2 separate regions of the Drosophila melanogaster genome follow, and region 1 is linked to region 2. Evidence: chromatin contacts called from public Hi-C data. All regions are on one chromosome and are shown on one strand. The core of a region is the stretch at or near the end of the contact, and the rest is flanking DNA. Distances in the headings are between cores, read along the strand shown.

Evidence for each region. A called contact is a pair of places that touch in the nucleus more often than the background predicts.
Region 1: a Hi-C map of the Kc167 cell line shows a contact between it and region 2, with 5 times the contacts expected there. A contact is called at or near these places in 6 of 107 Hi-C or Micro-C datasets (the Kc167 cell line, the OSC cell line, the S2 cell line and 2 more) and 1 of 7 datasets of targeted methods (the Kc167 cell line).

Annotation. Positions count from the first base shown.
Region 1 is chr3L:17,346,398-17,350,940 of dm6, forward strand. It overlaps Mip (Myoinhibiting peptide precursor), which reads right to left and starts at 3,269. Exons shown (of 2, transcript NM_140714.4): 1 at 2,983-3,269.
Region 2 is chr3L:17,054,352-17,058,658 of dm6, forward strand. CG7724 reads left to right here and starts at 1,262. Exons shown (of 4, transcript NM_140700.3): 1 at 1,262-1,326; 2 at 2,642-2,997; 3 at 3,111-3,386; 4 at 3,462-4,182. The coding sequence starts at 2,679. The coding sequence ends at 4,063. It overlaps rogdi (rogdi,), which reads left to right. Exons shown (of 8, transcript NM_168717.2): 8 at 1-1,103. The coding sequence ends at 15.

The sequences.
Region 1 (4,543 bases), core at 2,019-4,518, 290 kb after region 2:
TGCTCAATTAAGTCGCTGCCGACGCCACTCGACTGCTCCCTGGGGGACCGGGGAAGTCCTGGAGAGTCCTGTGGCAATCATTTCCGCCCGCGCCTCGGAATTACTGGAACACGCGCAAGAACAACAAGCGAGCGGGAACAAGCGTAGCGATTTAGCTAAATAACCTCTCTAATTGAAAGCGGTGGGGGCCACCGGGTGGGCGGAATTGGGTGGTACCCACCTTCGGCAGGATAACTGAGCTCATGCCGTCTGCCGACCGCTGCGTTAAAAGGCAGCAGCGCATAACAGTTACAATTTATGGTCTATTAATGTCCTTTCAGAGGTAGCAACCAGCGGGGCTACTGAGTTGTAGGCATTTCATTGGGCTGACTTCGGAATGCCAGTAGGCCAAACAATGGGGGGGGGGGGGGTTTCATGGGGCAGAAAGCCAATGTGCAGAGATGATTGGCAACCGGAGAAGGGAGAATCGCAGTCGATAATGATGCCTTAAAACGTTGATACGCTGCCCCGCAGTCAAGATTATGGTGCTGTTTACGCACTGGCTTAAGTGCCTTGCGATTGCACTTGCGGCCAATCGACAGACTAGACAAAAGCCGGAGGAAAATTCACGGAAAATTCAGTGGCTGTGGGTGGTGGATGTGGGTGGAAAGAGCAGCGCTCGTTTGTTTGCACTTCCTGCCAAAGTAGTTTTCCCTATGCGTTCGCATGAGCACCGCCACCATATTGATTTGCATACATTCTAGCATTAGCTGTCAACAAAGCCACATCCTGTTATAAGGACTCTCCAAGAAGGCGGAAACGTTGGCGTATTATGCTTTCGTTATTGCGTATTTTCGCAGTCCACATGCATAATGAATTTGATATTATTAAATCCCTTACTATAAGTGGTCGGTTAGTTTTATTGTAGTGTTCATGCCTCATGAGCCTCAAATAAATACTATTAGGTTAAAAGTCCTTGTAAAACTTTAATAGTGAATATCGATCTATAAATAAAGCTGATAATTGCTTTCCTATTATTCCTTTTTTAATGATTTTCAACGTGGCTATACGAAATGCTAGCACATATTCGTGATGAGCTATCAAAATACGTGTATATTGAAGTACCCCAAAACTTGCCTACAACCATCCCTAATGGACAAATCTAATCCCTTAACTGCCCCGTTTCTATTGGAATTAGCAAATTTGCCGTAATCCCCGTCCGATTTTATGGTCATTGCGAATCGGCAGCAGCTGGTTGGCGCCAACATGGAAAGTCATCGGCCGGGAATCAACTATACAAAGCCCACTAAAATCGGAGCCACTGGGGGGCAGAAAGAACGTGGACATGGTATCTTATCTGGAAGGTCGCCTGATTAAATGATGTAGCTGGCCGCCCGCTTAGATTGGCGGACTAATTGAGAAGCGTCGGCGGTGGGCCAACCGGTTGCTGGATGCGACTATACTCCGCATACGGATGTATCCCCTAGCTCCTGGCCAAAGACCAAGGACTCCTGACTGATTGTCCGAGTGCGGAGTTGGCCGCTTTTTTTCCGGCTTCGCCCGGACTTAATTTGTGCTCTTGTCGTTGATTGATTGACGCCGCCCAGATGAAAGTTTTAGCGGCTTTGCGCCAAATTATAATATATAGCCACCGCGATGATAGAGCACGCATCGAATTTTATGACCACACCCCAACCACCCCGCAGCGAGGATAGGATTGGATGGGGTTTGGGGGTCAAGGGGCAGGCAAACGTGCCGGGTGAACTTGTAATTGAAATTAACTGAAAATATTTATGGCCCTTGTGGCTGACATTCCTTCGAATTTGGTAGTTGACTTGCGTTGCTCCATTATTAATTTGCCAGCCTGTTGCCAAATAATTCATGTGGTGTCAGGACGGAAGAGATATCCTTCGTCCCTATTGGCGACTCCCTCAAGTGTGGCAAGTGGCAAGCAAATTTTCGCGCCAAAATTAAACAGCTCCATGCAAATCGAATTCGGCAGCTCGCCTATTTTTCGCATGTCTCGATAAATAGCTGGCGCAAATATTTGCCAAAGGATGGCATTCACCAATAAGTATTTTGTTTAAATAGGTTTCCTGCCCACAACACCCACGACACTCTGCTCAAGAACTCGTCGCCTGTTGCCGCTGAGTGTGAATCGAAGTATTCCCGGGGACATGGACATTAACGAAAAGTCGTAAATAAACAAAATATCCGCAAAAGAGTAAATATGCTGCTCGTCTCAAGCAGGTTAGCCGTGGGACACCCGTATTTTGTCACTTCAATTTCCAATGGGTTTGTTTGGCAAGGGAGTTCTGCATAATTTGGCCAAGTTTCGCAAATAAATTTACGTTGATGAATCTTCTACTTTTCAGAGGAAGCAGACTATTTTTAAAATTTTGTAACCTTTTTACATTTGAATTTGTGAACGAACGAAATGTGATGCAAATATTAAAAATAATCGCGTCATTGGGTTTTAATGAATAGTCAAAAGGGCACACATTAAAATGTTCACAAAATGAAAACTTTTCGAAAAAATAAGTGACCTTTATACATTTTTCATTAATTAACAAAAATTAAAGTGGGCTCACGCCATTCACAAAACCCAATGTTTTATTAATGAGATGGATTAATATATCAATCGCAATTTTCAAGTTCACTTATTTTTATTTTAAATTTTTTAAGCACATAAAAAAAGGTAAGTTAATTTCATAAATAAATATTTGTAACACATTCCTCGAAGTATTCATTCTTCAGATACTAATTTGTTATTTAAAAATGATCTTTATCTTTGAAAAGGCTGGCTTTGTCTGCTTATTCGAAATTAATTTAAAAGGAAAATGTTTAGAACTGCAATTGAAAAATATTTAATAAATTCCCGAAAAAAAAATTAAAATTAAACTAGAAAATGAACCACTAGAATTCACTTTGCAGTTCATTTCCTGGGGCTTCAAAGCCTCAAATCGAGTTACGAGCATATTGAATATCGAACGAACCACTTACCTGACTATATATCTCCTCGCGATTTTAGCGTACGAATTATTATTGAGGCCAGCGGAAACTGTGGCCAGCGTTTTACAATTTTATTTCGGGTTTGCTGCGCACTCTTTTATAGAATTTTTTTCGACATGAAATAGCGTTTTTAAGTGAATTTACGGGCACGAGTGCAATTCAATTATAGCGCTCTCACTTGACCGGTGTGAAACAGATTTCGAGGAGCGTGGCAACTGGATGTCCTGTCCTGGCTGTTGGCTGTGCGCAAACCTGTTGATCAACTGCTAATGATACGCAGCCCGGCGCGGCGGTCGCTTATAAATCAAAACGGAAGCGAATCGACGCCCGAACGGCCATCCATGTGTCCACGAAGGGTGCTTCGTTTAGGTGTGTGTGTGTGTGTGTGTGTGTGGACAGGAATGCCGGCTGCGCACGCACACAATGGCAGGGGGATATGGATATCCGCTTGTCGACTGTCGTTTGTGCAACGGAAGTGGCCGAAAAGTGTGTTGCCTACTTAGCGGGGTACGTGTTAGTATAAGTGTAAGTGTAAGCGAGCGTAATGTGTGTGTGCGTGTGTGTGTGTGGGTGAGTGAGGAGAAACCCCAAGTTTAGGGCACACATGCGCGATTGTTTGCTCTGACTCCCACCATCCGACAATGGCGGAGACCATTGTCGATCCCCTGGGGAAACCGAGCCTTGTACTCATTCAAATTCAGGTACACGCACTCCTTGGGGCATTTAAAATTAAACACTCCGCACACTTACAATGGAGCAAATGGAACGACTGACGACAGCATATTGCATATTGCATTTCTTTGTCACCGGGTGGCAATTGACCAAACACAAATACGATTCTCGCCACTTACCAACCACCGATGTACCTATGCCCACAGCTCCATCCTGAATGCGACTCCACAGCAGGATGCTTAGGATCCGGAGGAGAACCCTTTTAGTGCTTCATGAATATTTATGGCGACACAGCGCCTCCTTCGTTTTGTTGCTAAAAAACGAAGGATAAAAAGAGCTTCTTCAATTACAACTGACGTCCCAAAGATGTCAAGTGGGAGTGTGTGTTGCGCTGTGTGGTGTTGTGTTGTGTGTGTGTGTGTGTGTGTGCGTTGCAGCGTATCGCTTTCTATGCGGGCACATCAACAGGTTTTCATTTGTGGCCATTTGATGGGACGCCGAATAAACGATGATGGGAATATTTATGACACTCCTCTGCCGGTGCGTATAATGAATGGGCCATGGGACCCCACCCGCACCCGCACCATTGGAGCGCTGCAGAGTTCGTCCATCCAGGAGATAAGCTACGTAGTTACTAATTGATTTGGCCACTGATAAATCGCTGCCGACTCTCAACGCCGATGACAGCTACATGTGTCCGTTCCTCCGCAGCACTAATAAAAAACTTGATCGATTATGACGCTCTTTAGCGAGAAAATCAAATGTTTATAGATGATGGAATGTGCTTATTTAGAAATGAAAAAGTATTAATTATACCGTAGAAAAGGACATTCATAAGGTAATACACGAAGATTGGATGTTGGTTGCAAATTAAATTGAA
Region 2 (4,307 bases), core at 12-2,511:
GCACTTTCCTACTGAGACGGGAATGCGCCGGGAAATGGAAGCCGGGTATGGAAACCCTTGATCGATGGCACTGGTGGATCGGCGACAGAAACAATAACAACAATAATAGCTAATAAAGAACCGTACTTGTAATAGCGAAGTAAATAATGTTAGTTGAAATGTTGCTACTGGAAACGGCACACCCATAATACCCATGCATACTATACTATATACTATACTATACAATACAATACTTTAAAACACTATACTGCTATATACAGTAGTGTATAGAAAGTTATATACATACATACATGCATACAACTAGTTTAATGTACACAATCAACATTCATGTTAAATTACGACTACGCAGAACCTGAGTTCATCGCTTCACGTCACTCCAATTATGCATCAAAATGCATCTAAATAGCATTAGGCTGAGAATTGAGAACAGAGAACGTTTGTGAAAACCAATTGTGTTTGTATGTGTAACAAAATGAAATTGCTAGATAATTATAGTTTATTCGTACATGTAATTTAATGTAATGTAATACCATGGCCCTTATTTATGTTTGCTACGATGCAACAAAATCCACCAAGTCAGCAGTCAATCGGTACTTAAAGTCGGTACTTACAACGTTTATACCCCCTAACACAGCCCCCTATATACATACATACTTAGGTGCACACGGAAGGGGCATCTACATCGGCATTTACATGATATTGTTGTAATAAACCAAACCGAAATGTGAACAGAATTTTTAATTGTACTAAACTAAACACCGTTTTGTATTCGTATTCGTAATTGTATATCCGTAATTGTATTTCGCGTACTCGTTAATGGTTAATGGTTAAGAGCGCCCAATCCTAATCTAATCCAAAGTCATTTGTATCAACGGCCTTTACTTCTCGTTTACTTTATACATCTACCAGGGAGTTTATAAAGATATAGAAAGTTATTGAATGAGATGCAACGAAAACAATTACCACTGTACTTATTGAATATTGCAATTGCCTAAGCACCCCACTAAATGCATGGGAAGAGAAGACAACTATTTATGTAATCACTAAGCGTACTTACTGTCCACATTCATTTACTTGTTGTTGAATAAAAATTACCTTTTACCAAATGCCATGCATTTTGAAAAACGAACTTTCAATTGCGCGCGCCAAATGCTCGACGACTGCGATCGATAGCAGCGCGGACGATGACGATAACGATAAGTGATAGCCAAGTGGCTCGACAACGATCGTTTCGGTTTCGGCCACTTTTGTTTATGACCAACAAACAGTTTCCAGTCAGCAGGCAAGCCCAAAGGTTTGCTCACAAAAAAGTGCCAAATTTTCCTGGTAAGCATCGAACGATATAGATATTACGACTTTCGGGCTTCTAGATAGACAGGTGCCATTTATTGGTCGAGTGTTTACAAGTTTAAAATGGCCAGGCCAAAATGCCAAAAAAAAATCGTGTGTGTTGACGTGCATGTCGAAATAGACGCGGAAACCAGTTCGCGGTAATTGTTTTGATGCTGTGTTGTAATCTGTAAGACCGCCCAGCGAAAACATTAGCACATTGAGCCATGTTTCCCTTTGTTGAGATTGCTGCCGTATATTGTATCTTGTAAGTTGCTGTTGCTTTGGCCGATGGCCATGTTGCTGCTGCAAATGTGGCTGTTGCAGATGTTGCTGCTGTCACCATTAGTATCTTATTATTTTTAATGTCTTTTTGAGTCTGCTCAACGGCCTTAGTTACTGGACGGGGTCTAATAAATTCATTCAAAACAAAAGTTGACCGTGGCCAAGTAACACACTAAGGGGAAGTAGAAATCGAAAGCTATAGAGCGACAATGATTTATATACGAATTTTCATCAGATTTCCTCTACAACGGAAACTAGCTGCTCACTATATCTTCAATATATCCGTCTAAATGTGCGAACAGCATTCAAACTTTGCTTATATTATAAATTATAAAGTTAACAGTCATTTTTGGCACTTTAAAAGTGCGAATGCCATTAATACGAACAGAATTAAGGTCGCGTTGCATTAGAAGGTAACCGAAAATAATGATTTAATTAGTAAGTTTATTTATTTTTACTAAGCTCTAGGCCATTAAGAAATAATTGTTACTTAATTACAGCTTTGAAAGTTATTTTCAGATTTTATTTTAAATTAATAAAAAGTATTTGCTGTAATCAAGGAATATATGTAGCTCTATATACTATAAGATACAAACTAGTAAGTTGGTTACTCATATTTACATTTATGCAAATAAATAGTAGTTAAAACCCATTTTGATAAGGTGAAAGCCAGTTTATATTACACAGACTATAAAAAGCAAATAATTGAAGTAATCATGGGAATTTGGATTACACAAACTAACTATAACTATAAGTAAACATATAGGTAATATAAAAGTGGCCGCCTTTATTAGCGCCGCGGAGCGTCACGTAAGCCGAGCATTTGAAAAACCGCCGAGTCACTTGGAAACCTGCTCCGCTGACCCTCGAAGAAGGTCGCCGGCTGGTGATGAGCCAGTTTATGTGTGTGATGTCCAAGTGGCCGGGCTGGTCCAAGTGGGGCCGCCGACCATAAAAGCCACTCTCACGGAAACTCCACTTAACCACTTAAGCCAGCCCAGCTAACCTGCAGTCGGTCTCGTTGCAGTTAAACCAAAAACCAGTGTACTTTGACCCTGGACGCAATGGGCAACAAAAGCGGGGAAGTGCTGCTCGTAACCGGCGGCAGTGGCTTTTTGGGTCAGCACCTCATCAAGCAATTGCTGGAGCGGAAGGAGGAGCTGGGCATCAAAGAGATCCGCTCACTGGATATAGTGCCCTACAAAAACAACATTGGCCACGAGGAGACCTCCCTGCTGCGCACCTATGTGGCCGATATCGGTGGCGATCTGAAGGCACTCAGTCCCATCTTCAACGGAGTGGACGGGGTCTTCCACTGCGCCGCCTCGGTGAAAATCGAGTATCCGCCGAACTACGAGGAACTGGAGCGCGTAAATGTGAACGGTGAGTGAGCGAATAAAGTACCTCGTAAGATAGGTAATTCCAGGCAACTAAACTGGGCTTGGAATAAACATTGATTTGATCTTAATTTCGAGTTTATTTCTTCGCTTTGTTAGGCACCCTGGCCGTAGTAGACCTCTGCATTCAAAACAATGTGAAGCGCCTGGTGTACACAAGCTGCACATCCGTCTGTTTTGTGCCCTTCAAGGGTCGGAGTACCTTCTCGGCGGTGATTAACTCGACGGAATCCAAGACAGACACTCCCACGCTGGACAGTTCCACTTTGTGGGAGCAGGATAATCAGTTCCTGATACCCGGATACGCCTCGAGCAAGCTTAGGGCAGAGAACATAGTGCTCAACTCGAATGGAGCGCCACTGCATAACCAGAAGGGTAAGTTTGGCCGATTACTTAGCATTGACTTATTTAAAGACATTTAAATATATTAACATTTGTAATCCTCTGCAGAATATCTGGCCACCAGCGCCATGCGTGCCCCTTTGACCTATGGCGAGTGTGACTCGCACTTCATCACGGAGATTTTCGACTTCCTTTCGACTAGGGGATGGGTGTTCCCAAGGATCGCGGGCGTGGGCGGAAAGCAGCAGTTGGTCTACGCCGGGAATGTGGCCTGGGGTCACATCTGCGCCTATAAGGCCCTCAAGGTGTCCGATAAGGCGGTGAATGGACTGCCCGTCTTTGTCACCGATGATACGGGCATCAATGATGTCTCTCGTTTTGTCCAGAAGATGGCCGTGCTGGGCGAGCGGTTTAAGGTGAAGACCAGCTGGTGGTATGTGCCGCACTTCCTGTTCTTCTTTCTGGCCTTCTTGCTGGAGGTGGTAGTGCGGGTGGCCTATCCATACACCAAGTACCGTCTGCGGTACTCACTGCGCGCCATCGCCTCCTACACGTCCTCGATGCTGATGTACAATCGTCTAAGGGCCTCCATCCACATGGACTACATGCCACTCTTCGATCCGGATGCGAGTGCCGAGCGGAGCGCAAAGTGGTATGCCACGTGGTGGGACCAACGGCAGCAGGCCCAGAAGCTCAAGAAGTCCAGCTGAGTGGAGCTAATCCCCTATTACGATAGCATACTCCTCGATATCCTGAGTGGATTTGTGTTTACTGCCCTCTTTGATGTCCTGTAAATATCTTGTTAAATAAAATGGTTGTTGTTTGTATTACGAAGTCGTGGTTTAGTTTTGCAAAAGAAAACAAGAAATGAAGCTAGCATCGGCAAGTCAAAGTTAATGTACCCTTGCAGAAAAAAATAATTTATTTTCTATTAGTTTAAATAATTTTTCCGAC